2 separate regions of the Rattus norvegicus genome follow, and region 2 is linked to region 1. A link is a contact called in public Hi-C data. All regions are on one chromosome and are shown on one strand. The core of a region is the stretch at or near the end of the contact, and the rest is flanking DNA. Distances in the headings are between cores, read along the strand shown.

Region 1 (3,594 bases), core at 565-3,064:
AGTACTCCTGATGACCTCCTGGGGTAGATCCTGTCCTCAAGGATCTGCTGTTCCTAGATTATCATGTGGCTGCAAGCTTAGGGCTGTGACTGGAGAACCTTGGGCTGTGGCAGCAGCAGCTTCTGCTTCCTCTTCCCCCTCCTCCTCTTCCTCCCAGTTGGAGACCTGAGAGCTGAACAACGTTCAGCTGAACCTACATTACCTTTGTCCCTTCGGCCTTGAAGGTGGATGAGCTGGCTTAGGGATCACTAGTTCGACATTTCAGGAGTAAGTGATATGCCCATGTGTAGAAGGATGTGTAACCCAGCATGGGGAATGGCCCTGAGCCTTCTGGGAGCTGACATCATCGTCTTCACTTGATTCCTATGACATCATCCAAGCTACACAGTGATGCTTTAGTACTTAGATACCAAGGGATAGGGTGGCTCATGCCCGTGACTCCAACGCTTGGGAGCCTGAGTCTGTATTAGTTACTGTTTTTGTTTTTGTGTCTAAAAACTGGACAAAAGTGCTGGTGGCCCATGCCTTTAAATGGCAGCACTCTTGGAGACAGAGGCAGGCAGTTTTCTGAGTTCGAGGCCAGCCTGGTCTACAGAGAAAGTTTCAGGACAGCCAGTGCTGCACAGAAACACTTGTCTCGAAAAACCAACAAAACCAAGACAGCGACAACAAACGGACAGAAGCATCTTACGGAAAGGTACAGCTCATCACAATGCAGATGTCATAGCAACAGGATTCATAGCAGCTGATTGTGTCTGCAGCCAGGAAGCTGTAGTCTGACACCTTAGCCTCTCGGGTGATGCCACACACATTAATGATGCCTTCCTCAGCCAAACCTGTCTAAAATCTCAAAGACATAACCAAAAGTTCGTTGTTATTATTTTTTATTTTTTCGTTGTTATTATTATGACTACGATTATTATTATGCATTGTGAGTGCATACGTGTTCAAGTGCATGCCTTGAAGGGAGGTTGGAGGAGTCTGTTCCCAACTTCCACCTCGTGGGTCCTGAGGACTGAATTTAGGTAATCAGGCTTGGTCACACTCTCCCTTGCTCACTGGACTGTCTTGCTGGCCCCTCCTAGAGGTTTGTTTCCGCGGTAATTCTAAATTTCAAGATGAACCATCACGAAGGCTGGAGAAATGGCTCGGCAGTTAAGAGCCTTACTGTTTCTGCAGGGGACTGGAGTTCGATTCCCAGCACCCACTTGGTGGTGGTGGGGCTCACAACCACCTGTAACTCATGCTCCAGTGGACCCCACTCTCTTATGGTCTCCAAAGGCTAGACCTACATATACGTGCCCACACAGACATGCAAATAAAAATCTTTAAAAACAGGAAAAATAAAAAAGACTGCCACAGAGACTGCTGAAAAATGGCGAGGTGCAAAGCTTTCATCGTGTTTTTAGTTTATCTGTGTGCTCAAGAGAGGATGCACTGGCATCCTCAAACTCCTCCCCAACCTTTACACACCTTCCTGTTCCCCTGGTCCTCATCTAGAAGGCTTCATAAGGACGCTAGTGTCGGCCCACCCGGGGGTCCTGCAGCGGCAGCCACTGGGACTCCTATTCCCATTCAGTCGGTGAAACGGAGACAGTAACAAGTGGTATAAGTCCCGGCGCTGGAGTATGCGCCAAGACACTCAGACAGGGCTTCTAGACTGACGCATGCCCACAGCTCGCAGTCTCCTGGGCCTTGCCCGCGCCTGCGTAAGGTCATCCGGCCCGCCAGGGGGCGCAGGGCCAGGTGCTTACTCTGAATGGCTGAGGCTGAGGCTGAGTAACCCGGAAGTGGTCGCGCTCCGGGGTTCTGTGGGCGGAAGGCGGCTGCGGGTTGGTGTCTGGGAGTGAGAGCGCCTTGCTAGGATGAACGCCCCTCCGGCCTTCGAGTCGTTCTTGCTCTTCGAGGGCGAGAAGAAGTAAGTGGAGACCGGCTGAGGCGGGGACGGTTGTATAGGAGCCTGCCGGCCGTCAGCTTCAGCAAAGCGCCGAGTTGCTCCTGCCTGGGGAAACCGAGGCGGGCTTTGCTTTGAGCATTCTGTTCTGCTCAGTGCGTGTCTGCCCAACTTCAGGCAGTGGTGCGAAGCATTTGCGAATGCATGCATTTTTTGCAGTGGGAAACTGAGGCTTTGGGACATTGACTTGCTCCAGACACTTGGCTCATGATGGCAGCTGTGAAAGGACAAAGACACAGTTCCTTACACTCCTCATGTCTGTATCAGCCAATCAATAAATAATGAAACTCCCCAAGGAGATTTTCCGAGTTTGTCTGAACAGTGTACAGTGTACACTGCAGACCTGTAACTGACACTTTGTATTCCCTAAAGACTTTTTTTTTTTAAATTATTTTATCTGAGTACACTGTTGCTCTCTTCAGACACACCAGAAGAGGGCACAGATCCCATTACAGATGATTGTGAGCCACCCTGTGGTTGCTGGGAATTGAACTCAGGACCCATGGAAGAGCAGTCAGTGCTCTTAACCACTGAGCCATCTCTCCTGCCCCCTAAGAGATTTCTATGCAGGGGTTTTTGTTTTACATTTGATAGCTACTTCAGCCTTCTTGAGAGCTGAGAGCCCTGTTGTTATCCCATCGGCATGAGCATTTGGCCATGTCTGGAAGCGGTTCTGGTTGTCCTGAGTGGGTTGCTATTGGCAGCCGGCGGGTAGAGGCAACAGATGCTGTTAGCGACCCTAGATGTAGTAGACAGCCTCTCAGAAAAGGAGGATTGGGTCCAAAATGCCTGTGACCCGGGCTGGCAGGATGGCTAGGGTACAGCGCCCACAGGCAAACCTGATGACCTGATGACCCTGGGACCACTATGGTACAAGGAGAGAGCTGACGATCACAGGCTGTCCTCTTATAGGAGCGTGGACAAAGGAAAGAAATATTTGTGTACTGAGTTTGAAAAATTCTGCTTTAGAAAAAAGCAGTAATCCTTAGCTGAGTGGTGAATTTTTTTTTTCTTTTTTTCGGAGCTGGGGACCGAACCCAGGACCTTGCGCTTGCTAGGCAAGTGCTCTACCGCTGAGCTAAATCCCCAACCCCTGAGTGGTGAATTTTAACCCACTTTTAATCCCAGTACTTGGGAGACAGAGGCAAGAGGATCGAGGCCAGCCTGGTCTACAGATCAAAGTTACAGGACAGTCAGAGCCACACAGAGAAATGCCGTCTCAAAAAAAAAAAAACCAACAAAAACAAAACCTGCTTAAGTAACTGCTCCCTGGTGTATAGATAGGAGGCCAGCACAGGGCAGATGTGTTTTCTTGTTTGCTTTTGTCATTTGGGGATTGAACATAGGGTCTGCCCCATGCTAGGTTGGTGCTCTATGCTAAGCTATATTCCAGCTCCACCCCCTACCCCCAACCCCATTTTACAGTTTTTGATCGGTTCGGGAGATGGCTCAGTGGGTAAAACATTTACTGAGGACTTGTGTGTAGATCCCCAGAAGTCGTATAAAAACTGCTGAGTTCGGGGTTGGGGATTTAGCTCAGTGGTAGAGCGCTTACCTAGGAAGCGCAAGGCCCTGGGTTCGGTCCCCAGCTCCGAAAAAAAGAACCAAACAAAAAACAAACAAAAAAAAAAAACTGCTGA
Region 2 (3,365 bases), core at 13-2,512, 230 kb before region 1:
TGTAAGCAGGCTGGCCTCAAACTCGGAGATCTGCCTGCCTCTCTCCTGAGTGCTGCAATTTAAGGCCTGTACCACCAACACCCTGCTGTCTTTATGAAGTAGATAGGCTAAATGTTATGCCCCGAGTACTTAGGACACAGTGAAATGTGAATTCAAATCCTGATTTTATTTCCCTGACAGAAGATGGGACATAGCTGAATGACAGAACAAAACTGATCTTTGAGCCAATGAGGTGGCTTCGTGAGCAAAGGAACCCGTTCCAAGTCTTAGGAGAGACCTGAGTTTGATATCTGAGACCCACATGATGGAAGGCGAGAACTCCCTCACACACGTGTAAACACACAGCTTCTTCTATGTAACTGTCTATGTAGCTGTCCTGGAATTCGCTACGTAGACCAGTCAGGCCTTGAACTCACTGACATTGGCCTGCCACTGCCTTTTGAATGCTAGGATAAATGCTGTGCACCCCCACACCTAGCCTCGTCTCGCTAATTCTAGGTTAGAAAATGACAAGGGAGGGGCGACACTGTTTTCTCCTTCTGACCTTGTTGCAAGCTGATTCGTAACTGGCCGCCATTCATTTGAAACTGTAAATATCTGGCCAGAGCTGGCCAGGTCGGCTGGGGGCCTTGAATGCTAGAGAGAGAAAGGACTGGCTTCTAAGTCCTTAGAATTCCAACTGTGTAGCCCATGTCTATCAAAGAGCACTATCAAGGGGCCCGAGTGCGAGGGGATGAAACTTGGCATTAGAAATCCACCTCTGGGCTCTCCCAGAGTATGTGGACTTGAGCTCAAAGAGGCTGAGCCACGATTTCCCAATTAAGGACACAGGAACAATGTAGATATCTTGGGATCGTTTCCGGAAGGTAATCTGGACATGAGGAACTGCAGCAAGCTTAAGAGGACAGAGAGTGGGTCACTGACTCTATGGCAACCCTGACGGCAAGGACCACCTGGAGCCTGATGCACCATCCTCTAAGGTCACCTCCTTCCAAGGACAATCCCCGTGGAGGTTATTGCGCCCTCAAAAAAACCCAAAGCAGATTATTCCGTAAGGACTACAAAGGCAGAGACAAAGCGGAGAGAACAGAGCTCAGAAGCTAGGATAAGCTCCGCATTAGCGGCGAGCTCAGCAGGAGGATTCCAATGCAGGGATGCGAGACCCAGCAACAGGCCGGCCATTGGCCCAGAGGCAAGATGCTGGCTTGTGATTGGCTCTTGCCACGCGCCGGGTAGAAGGCAATCTTCTTGCCCGGCAAGGCGGGGCTGAGCCGCGGCCCCGCCTAGTTCACAGCCGGGTACCTGGGTAGTCCGCAATGGCCAGGGTAGGGGAGTGGTCACTCGGATGCCTGACTCTCCTGTGGGCACACACAGGCAGCACAATTCTTTTTCTTAAGTCCAGGAGTTTGGGGGAGGGGAACACGCAGAAACCGGGGATTGGAGATCTCAGATGGGCCGGCCTTGAGGTCGCTACTGCCATCAGGGTCTGGGCTCTGGGTACCCGCACTAACTGGGTCAGCTGCAGAACCTGCAGTGCCCACCAGGGGGAGGCAGAGGACGTCGGTGCTGGAGTCCCTGGGGGTTATGGGGAATAGATCCCAGACTTGGGCCAGGAAGACTCCTGAATCCCAGCAACCCCATTCCCCATTCTTGTACTCAGCCTCATTCCATTTTGCAATCAGGTAATAGTTCAGGGTCAAGCCAGTTAACGCTGTAGCTTCCTTCGCCTTTTTTTTTTTTTTTTTTTTTAAGACAAGGTCTAACTGGATAACCCTGACTTCGAACTCACAACACTGCTGCCTCTTTGGAGTTCTATACTCCGGAGTCTGGCAAAACGTTTTTGTTTTGTTGGGTTTTTTTTTTGAGACCCAGTCTCATGCAGCCCAGGCTAGTCTCAAATTTATAGAAGCTGGCCTTGAACCCCAGAAATGCTGTTATTTTTATATCTCGTCTCTCAGCATCCTCCCCCACTTTTAACTTTTCTTTCCTCTTTTTGAGACTGGTTTCATGCAATTCAAGCAAGTCTTGAACATTACCTTGCAACTTTAAAAAAGATTTTGTGTAGGTGTTGTGTACACAGGCATAAGCAGGGGCCCAAAAAGGGTGTTAGGATATCTTCAACCGCTTTCCACCTATTCCTGAGCCAGGGTTTTTTCCTGAACCTGAGATGTGGATTTCCTCAGATACACTGGAAGCCAGCAAGCACCAGTTGATGGCCCTTTGGAGCACAGGTCGCCTGGCTTGCCAAGTGGGCGCTGGGTCTGTGAAAGCACAGCTTTCTCTCAGCTCCAGCCTTCAACCTTGAACTGAACCTCCAGTCTCCATGAGTGCTAGGATATCAAGTGTGCCCCTCTACACCTGGTACGTGCTGTCCAAGTGTGCCCCTCTACACCTGGTGTGTGCTGTCCAGCTGTGCTCCACTACACCTGGTGTGTGCTGTCCAGGTGTGCCCCTCTACACCCGGTGTGTGCTGTTCAGGTGTGCACCACTACACCTGGTGTGTGCTGTTCAGGTGTGCCCCTCTGCACCTGGTGTGTGCTGTCCAGGTGTGCACCACTGCACCTGGTGTGTGCTGTCCAGATGTGCTCCACCACGTGCACACCTGGTGGTCTTGATGAAAGTCACATGCATAGGTTATGTTTGGGTTTTTTTTCAAGACAGGCTTTCTCGGTGTAGCCCTGGCTGTCCTGGAACTGGCTCTGTGGACCAGGCTGGCCTTGACCTCAAAGATCCACCTGCTTCTGCCTCCCAAGGGCTGGAACTACAGGTGTGCGCCACACCTGGCCCTATTTCGTGTATGTTAAGCAAGCACTTTACCAATGGAGCCACCTCCCATGTTCTGTTACTTTACTCTCACCCAGCTTCATTTCCTCCGTTACCACTGGTCTATCAGTCTTTGTCCAGTGCCTTTACTTGGGAGGCAGACATTGTGAGTTCCAGGCCAGCATGGTCTACAAGTTCTTTTTAAATTAATACACCACATACATCAATAGTATGGCTTCTCTAGCTTCTGCCCCACAATGGGGTATGTCATGGTGGGGATCTGGACACTTAGAATATTACTATTCAAAGACTGACTTACAGTGCTCATAATCAGAACAGGCTGGATCCTCAGATGGGCTTACCCAGCTGTTAGCTGCTCAATCTGTCTTGCCTCTAGTCTCCCGATTGACTCGTTTCACTCTTCCATTACCTTCCCCCCACCTTACAACACCCAGACCGAGACTGGAGGAACAGCAATGTTTCCAGCAGTCAGGTTTTGCAGGAAGAGAATCTTCAACTCCCAGGAACACCCCTTCCACACACAGACCCCCTTTTGAGGCAGGGTTTCTCTGTGTGTGTGGCCCTGGCAGTTCTGGACCCAC

The links. Hi-C and Micro-C count contacts between places; a contact is called where the count stands out from the background.
Region 2: a Hi-C map of Schwann cells shows a contact between it and region 1, with 5 times the contacts expected there. The contact joins the enhancer-like site here to the promoter of Polr2j in region 1. A contact is called at or near these places in 2 of 12 Hi-C or Micro-C datasets (the A7r5 cell line and Schwann cells).

What each region holds. Positions count from the first base shown.
Region 1 is chr12:26,183,421-26,187,014 of GRCr8, reverse strand. It overlaps Polr2j (RNA polymerase II subunit J), which reads left to right and starts at 1,814. Exons shown (of 4, transcript NM_001105921.1): 1 at 1,814-1,918. The coding sequence starts at 1,866.
Region 2 is chr12:26,411,973-26,415,337 of GRCr8, reverse strand. No RefSeq gene overlaps it. Among named protein-coding and RNA genes, the nearest start is that of Hspb1, 19 kb to the left of the region's middle. Within about 2 kb of position 1,262, at least 89 of the 93 cell types and tissues checked have an H3K27ac peak or open chromatin away from gene starts, as enhancers often do. A contact at or near this core is called in Schwann cells, where this site is marked.